2 separate regions of the Triticum aestivum genome follow, and region 1 is linked to region 2. A link is a contact called in public HiCAR-type data. All regions are on one chromosome and are shown on one strand. Each heading gives the region's core, a stretch centred on a gene start, on an enhancer-like site or on the middle of the called end of the contact. The rest is flanking DNA. Distances are from core to core; before and after follow the strand shown. Region 1 holds the start of LOC123104045 (homeobox-leucine zipper protein HOX4). Region 2 holds the start of LOC123104042 (dicarboxylate transporter 2.1, chloroplastic).

What was found. HiCAR-type assays count read pairs that join an accessible place to other places.
Region 1: a HiCAR-type map of leaf shows a contact between it and region 2, with 4 times the contacts expected there. The contact joins the promoter of LOC123104045 here to the promoter of LOC123104042 in region 2. A contact is called at or near these places in 3 of 5 Hi-C or Micro-C datasets (all in leaf) and 1 of 1 datasets of contacts at active chromatin or transcription factors (leaf).

Annotation. Positions count from the first base shown.
Region 1 is chr5A:463,954,528-463,958,052 of IWGSC CS RefSeq v2.1, reverse strand. LOC123104045 (homeobox-leucine zipper protein HOX4) reads right to left here and starts at 1,370. Exons shown (of 3, transcript XM_044525765.1): 1 at 956-1,370; 2 at 482-846; 3 at 1-386. The coding sequence starts at 1,013.
Region 2 is chr5A:463,566,679-463,570,591 of IWGSC CS RefSeq v2.1, reverse strand. LOC123104042 (dicarboxylate transporter 2.1, chloroplastic) reads right to left here and starts at 1,388. Exons shown (of 4, transcript XM_044525763.1): 1 at 516-1,388. The coding sequence starts at 1,277. LOC123104043 (queuine tRNA-ribosyltransferase catalytic subunit 1) reads right to left here. Exons shown (of 16, transcript XM_044525764.1): 11 at 3,735-3,845; 12 at 3,136-3,207; 13 at 2,941-3,042; 14 at 2,813-2,859; 15 at 2,696-2,723; 16 at 1,988-2,509. The coding sequence ends at 2,351.

The DNA.
Region 1 (3,525 bases), core at 121-2,620, 390 kb before region 2:
TTCCAGGGATCCGTCGGCTCCGTCCACCACGCCAGCGGCGGCTCGTCGGCGAAGAACCCCCCGCACGGCTCCTCGTCGTCCAGGAACCCCGTCTCGTCCTCCTCCACCTTCAGGAAATTCCCGTGCAGGAACACCTGCCCGTGCCCCGCCGCCGCCGCGCCGGCCGCCCCGGGCCCGCCGAGCAGCGTCCCCATGTCTGGAGCCGGCGCCTCCTCTGTTGGTGTCGCGCCGGTCGCGTCCGTGTCGTTCAGAACACCGCTCGAGTCGCTGTCGGATGACCCCATGCCCGCGGGCGGCGGGCCGTCGGACGCCGCCGGCTCCTCCTTCACCGACGTGAAGCTCGCCGCGGCCTCCTCGTCCCCCAGCTTCCCCTTCAGATCCTTGATCTGTATCACATGAGACGCGCCAGCAACGAGCATCAGCCATTGCGCAGGTAGTACTAAGCAGCAGCGTAATTTAAGCGGGCGTGAGCGGCACGGACCTCGGCGAGGAGGGCCTCCTTGTCGCGGCGGAGGGCGTCGTGGTCGACGCGGAGCGCGTCGTAGGAGTGGCGCAGCGCGTTGTAGTCGCGCTCGAGCTGCTTGGTCTTCCAGCGCGCGCGGCGGTTCTGGAACCAGACGGCGACCTGGCGCGGCTGCAGGCCGAGGTCGCGCGCCAGCCGCGCCTTGCGCTCCGGCTCCAGCTTGTTCTCCACCTCGAAGCTCCGCTCCAGGGCGCGCACCTGCTCCGCGCTCAGCCGCCGCTTCTTCTCCCCTCCCCCGCAGCCGCCGCCGCCACCGCCGCACGCCATCATCTCCTCCTCCGCGTCCCCGTCCGCCTCCATCCCGACCACGCCGTAGTCCATATCTAATCAAACACGCACACAGAGACTCAGATTTCCGCGCCCTTCACCTCAACAGAACGAATTCCCACCAGAAAGAAAGAAAGAAAGAAAGAAAGAGGGCTCGCAATTTACGATTGGGGCTGGCCATCTGGTGGAGGGAGGAGGGGTTTCCGCCGCCGGGCCGCTTCATGGCGAGCTCCGCAGAAATTCAGATGGCACCGGCACCACCACCACCACCACCACCCTCCCCGATTACTGCGAGAAGAGGAGCAAAGAGCGGGAGAAAGGGCTGGTGCGCCTCCACTGCTGGCCCCTCCCCGTCCTCCCGTCCACGCCTCGATCCATGACGGCCACCATGTACCCTCGTCCCCGCCTTGGCAAACCAGCACCGATCAAAATGTCCTCCCCTCCACGATTGCGGATGGATTTCCTCCGCGATTGCTTACGATCCAAGAAAGAGAGAGTGAGGAGGGGGGAGGAGAGTGGAGTCCTGCTCTGTTTTCTTTTCCGGGTTTCCTTTCCGTTTCCCCAACACTGCGTGCTGCATTTCCGTGTGCGTTTAATAAAGGAGGGAGGGGGAGAGAGAGAGACAGGCGGGGCCGAGTTCCTCCGGCTCGGCGCACGGGTTAGGTGGAGGGGGCCGGTGCGGTCAGGAGCTGACCATGGTTAGGACCCCCAGCACGCGTCGCACGGCAATTTGCGAGCCCTAGCGCGACCTTTTTTGCTTTTTTTTTTGAGAATCTCACAAAGCTTTATTACTGAATCATAATGTTCATAGGTACAAAAAGAAGATCGCCGGGTTGTCCTAGCCAAGTGTGTCGGCCAAACCCTAAAGATAACGCATGCTTTGCGAGATTATGGGCCTCCGTATTGGAGGTCCTATACTCATGAGTAAACGAACATGAAATAAAGGTAGTTGCTCTAGTCTTGATTTCCTCGACAATGGCTCCAAATTCTGCTGAGCTTCCCTGTCTGATTGCATCTACCACCACCTCGCAATCGGAGGCAACAAGTAAACGGTTGATATAGAGATCTTCTGAAAGTGCTAATGCCTCCCGAACAGCTAGTGCTTCTAGCACTTGGGGGTTGTGCAGTCCTTTAAAAACGAGAGCTGACGCTCCCATGAACAAACATCTCTCATCCCTGCAAACCACACCAACTGCGCCAAACGTACCTGGGCGTGACACGGCCGCGTCCACATTGAGTTTGTAGTAATCTGTTGGTGGTGGAATCCACGTACGGGGTCGTGGTACTACTATCCCATGTGCTTCCTCCTTCTTCTTCTTCAAAAACTCTATGTCTGATAAGTAAGCTTTGATGAAGTTGTCAGTGGCAAACGGAGTCTGGTATATATCCTCATGTATAGCTTTCCGTCTTGCACTCCAAATCGCCCATAAAGTAACAATCATCAACTGAAATTGCTCCGGTGGAAGAGAGTCATTCATGGCAAAGAGCCACAGCCGTGCGTCAGGTTCTGAGGTTGCCCACATGTGCTCGACCATCTCGGCTTCTGAAAGTGCCCACACACACCTAGACACATTACACTCCAGCAAAGAATGCCGCCAGCTATCCTGCCCTCCGCATAGGGAGCAAGCACTCGTAGTGGCCATATGACGATGGTTTAGGACATCTCCCATAGGGAGTGAGTGTTGCGCCAAACGCCAAGTGAAAAAGCGCAGTTTCGGTGGCACTGACATGTTCCATAGCGAGTTCCACCCCCTCATCTCATGTTCAGAGTTGGAAGGATCCTCCCTTTCCTCCAGCCATGCCTCGCGCCCAATCTTGATCTTGACAATCATCTTATAAGCTGACCGTACAGAAAAACGCCCCCTTGGATCATCATTCCATGACCAGAAATCGTCCACACGCCGTGTACAGAGCGGTATTTGCAAGATCGCCTCCACATCAATGGGTATGAACACCTGTCTAAGCAAGTCCTCTCGCCACGCAGCTCTAGTGTGGTCGATCAGATCAGAAACCAATTGCGGTGGGTCAGCAACTAAGGAGGCCACCGGCTTCATCATTCCGTCCCTTGGGATCCAACTATGTTGCCATATGTTCGTGGTAGTTCCATCACCAATACGCCGGATAGCTCCTTGGGTGATAATATCTCTCCCATCAAGTATAGATCGCCACACCTGAGAAGGATGTGGACCTAGTATGCGCGACCTTTTTTGCTGATCGATTCAGAGGTGCTGCGTGCACGTAGGATCGTGGACTGATAAGACGGCCCTGCACTGCAATGGGACGCCCTAAGCCTCTCGTACAAGCCCAGTTCATGCTTCACAATTTGGGAATTAGCATCTTACTATTCTTTGCGCACTAGAATTTCCACTACCAAAATACCCAAAAAAGAGATAGCAGACACGATCGAAAATGTATGATCAACATGTGAGATGCAGGATCTTAAGAAAAAAACATGTGAGATGTAGTTGAAAGGGTGTAGTAGAAAATATCATGTCATTCCGTTGAAACATGTGATGGAGTTGAAAAATATGCAGTTGAGACACAACGCGGTTGGAAGAAAATAAAAGTGCAACAGTAAATATATACTGCTGAAACACATAGAATCAATTGCATTGCTATCAACTCCAACATTTACTAGATTCTTGTGTAGCAAACATGCGGTGGTTTCCATTTCACAAAAATGATCTTGAATCACTAACTACCAAAACTCCTCTTGCTTTAGTGCAAAAGGATAC
Region 2 (3,913 bases), core at 139-2,638:
CCCTTTAGAAAGGCTGTTGAGAAATCACGAAAGTGAAATACACAAAATAACAAACTGACATGCTAGAGCTCCAAAATTAATTTCAGCACTGGGGGGTGTACACTAAATAACTTCTGACCAAGCAAGCATCGATTTGACGCATATAGGATTACAGGTTCTTGCACTAATTGCGCCTAGGAAAATCATGCTAACACCCCACATCACCCAATCAGTAACAAAGAAATGTTGCACCACCTTTAACCTGTGCAGAGCACCGCTCCACAAGAGGTTAATATAATCAAGGTAACACGATCGGCAGTTGAGCACTGAACCCTTTCTGAAACAAAAACGGCCGCGGGAATGCACCCTTCAAGAGTTCAAGTGTTGTGACAATTAGCAACTGCGCATCTGGCGCATTCATTTGTTAGAATCCTATGGTGGCAGGATTGTATGATCGATCTATTCTATGGCCAAATTACCAGCACCAAGTTCATCAAACCAGCATTGAATAATGAAAATTAATTTACACCACTTACCTGGAACTGGGTCATCACAAGATATGAGCCGAGCTTCCGCGACGACGGGTCGTTAGGCTTGCTGCCTGCCGAGAGCGAGAGTGACTTGATGATTGGTAGGAAGACGCCTCCGGCCCTGGCGGTGGTGCTGGGCATGGCCGGCGCGATGCAGGCCTCGCTGACGGTGAGCCCGTAGGAGAGCCCCAGCGTGCTGCCCCCGAGCCACTTGATGAAGTAGGTGGCGATGCGATCGCCGAGGCCGGTCTTGACGAATCCTCGCGCGAAGAAGAAGGAGATGACGATGAGCCAGATGACCTCGTTGGTGAAGGCGGAGAAGGCGGTCTCGAAGGGGAGCGTCCGCGTGGCCACGGCGGTGGTGAGGCCGAGGAAGGCCCAGGCGCCGACGGGGAGCGGGCCCAGCACGAGCCCCGCGATGGTGGAGAGGAAGATGGAGAGCAGCTGCCACGCCTGCAGGGTCACCTCGGCGGGCCGCGGCGCGAGGAAGCGCACGGCGAGGCCGGCCGCCAGGGAGACGATGAGCGGGACGAGCTTGGCGCCGGCGGGTTCAGCGCTGGCCTCCGCGTCGGGCTCGGGGCCGGGCGTTTGGGAGGCGAGGAGGTGCCGGGCGTGGCGGCGAGGGGCGGGGGAGAGCAGGCGATGCCGCGAAGAGAGGGGGCGGGATGCGAGCGGGAGGGGGAGGTGGAGCTGGCGCCGGCGGAGGTGGTTCGGGGCGGGGAGGAGCAGAGGCGGGCGGTGGGAGACGGCGACCCGGAGGCGCTCCATCGGCGCCGGCGGCGGGAGGACGGCGGCGGAGTGGTCCAGGAGCAGAGGCGGGCAGGTGGTTTCAGAATTCAGTCCCCGGAGATCGACTTGTAATGGCTGCTTTTTGAAATAATCATTTTTAGCATAGATACTAACGGCGGAATCTGCGATACTAACGCCTTGCGGGTTTCACCCGCTGACATGTGAGGCCGTGTGCTGGGCCTCCGGGATGGACCCACCTGGCAGCGGGTAAAGGAGCAGCGCTGTGTCGCCCGCGTTTTTTGTCGGGAGATACTAGGGCTCGGCGTGGGGACCAGTCGCAGTCGCTGGAATCTGTGTTGGTGCTCACCTGTGCGGTGCGGCTGAGCTGAGCAGCCTCGTCACCGGTGGTGGATCCCGCGAGGTATCGCGTTTTGACGGGAAGCGACGGCCAGCAGGGGGCCGACACGTGGCGCCAGTAGATACTGGTTGCCAGCCCTGTCCGCCGTCCGATGAGAAATGGACGATCCAGATGACCAGCCAGGTCATTTTCCTGAAGATCGCACACATTTCCCACGCGACATTTTCCATGCCTTGAAACCGACAGCGTTGCAAAACCACCTGCCAGTGGACCACCAACAAACCCTAAGCACTACAAAGAAATCCACAAAATACACATTCAAGCCAACAAAGAGTGTGAGGAAGACCAGAGTTTGGACAAAGAGTGTGAAGTCTCGAGAAGCCATGTTCAGTGAAACAAAATGACCTGCGTCACAGTAACAATTTTCGTGAGTATAAATAATGATGCTGTTACAACTTCCCGTGGACTGTCCTTGCAGCAAAAACATTTGCAGCAGCTTGCAAACAATCAATGACAGATACGTACTATAACACCTTGGAGACTATCAAAACCTATGGGCGGCTGACTTCAGCATACTGTTGGAAAATTCTATGCTGAAGCAATGGATGAGAGCCAGGCCTACAGTCTATGACCCAAAAAAAACCTCGTGAAAACGCGTCATGTTAAGTATGAGGGATCACTTCCACGCGACAACCCTCCCCTATAGTCAACTGGTATCGTGGTATCCGTAATGAATGCCCCTGAGCGTTCCGCGTCAGGGGCATTTGGTGGGAGGGCAGAAGTCCGAAATGTCGACGCCGGCAGCCTCCATTGCGTCGTGCTGGCAGTTGGTCGGGGTGCAGCACTCCGATATGTCGATGCCAGCAACCTCCATTGCATTGTGAACCCACTTTGGCACGTCGCCCTTTGGGAACTGCCATCATCATGATTTTAGTGTTTACAGGTAACACAAACTACTAAGAAAGATAATAACAAGACAAGAGTATGGTTTTAGCTCTGTAGATGATTGGGTGGCGATGGTATAAGGAAGCAGTTTGTTGCTCAGCTATTTTTTATTCAATCATATATGATAGAACAGAGATTGCAGAGCAAAACAAACCTGCACCCTCAAGAATCCTCTAACGAATCTGCAAACATGTCAGCAGAATTTCGTTATTTAACAGCACACAATTTAACTGAATAATCAGGCAGATTTATGTCGAATAAGACAACATACTCTGGAAATCGCCCTTCAAGAATCGACATGTGGAGATCTCTACTTAACTGAAACAGAAATGAGAGTGATCAAACAATAGCCAACTATGCTCAAAATGAACAACTCAGCCAAAAAAAATGACAGGATACCCGCGCCATAAATGATAAATTGTGATATGACAGCAGTTGAGAACCCATAGGATCTTTCGTGACCAGACAATGCAAGTATGCACGGGTATAGTTCTTGCAGACCTGAAAAACAAGACAACCATGTTACAGAACTCCAAAGATTGTAATTATATCAATCAGTTTACCACTTTGTTCCTAGTGTTGTTGAAGCCATACCATACATGGACAGGAAGGATCAATGGGCCGTTCGTCAGTTGCCATTGCATTTTGTTTCAACTTCAGAACACCCTAAGATGATGCAGAAAAAAATAAGTTTAATAAATCATTGACGGGAATTAAAGTTAAAGGGGTAGATAAACTAGATTAGCACCAACTTAGAAATTAAGATTATCTTAACATAAGCTTAAAGCCTAAACCTGCTATAAATGTGCCTGCCTCTACAACAAGCACAGTTAATTTAGACAGTACACCCAACAAGCATAAATGCCAGGGTCCCCATTGCAACACCATCAAATGGCTTATCAGCAAGTCCAGCTTATGGGGTTTCTAGAAGAAACAATATCCCCTCCCATTCACTCACACGGGCACACCTCTCATGTGAGTTCGCTACAGTAATGCTGAGTGAGGAAAGCACAGAGGATGTGATCTCAGAATTTCGAATGGACTATGGTTGCATATGTTACTGTTCTTACCCATATCAAGCTAATGTAAGATAAGTTCTTTGAATGCCAAAAGACTGAAATATATCAGTGCTAGAATAAAATGCTTCACCCAGCTTGAATTGCATAGGGCTGTCAGGGACAGAATTTTCCTACCTCAGGCACAAGTGCGCTCCCAAAGCGAGCAGTGCGTGTTGGATAGACACAGTCATACATATCTGCACCCAAAGCACTGCATACTACAATATCAAGTGGATAACCAACACCCTGCATATCAGAAAAACAGCAACCATTAACCAAACAAGTTCTGCGTGCTGCGTTGTTGAAAGCTGAAA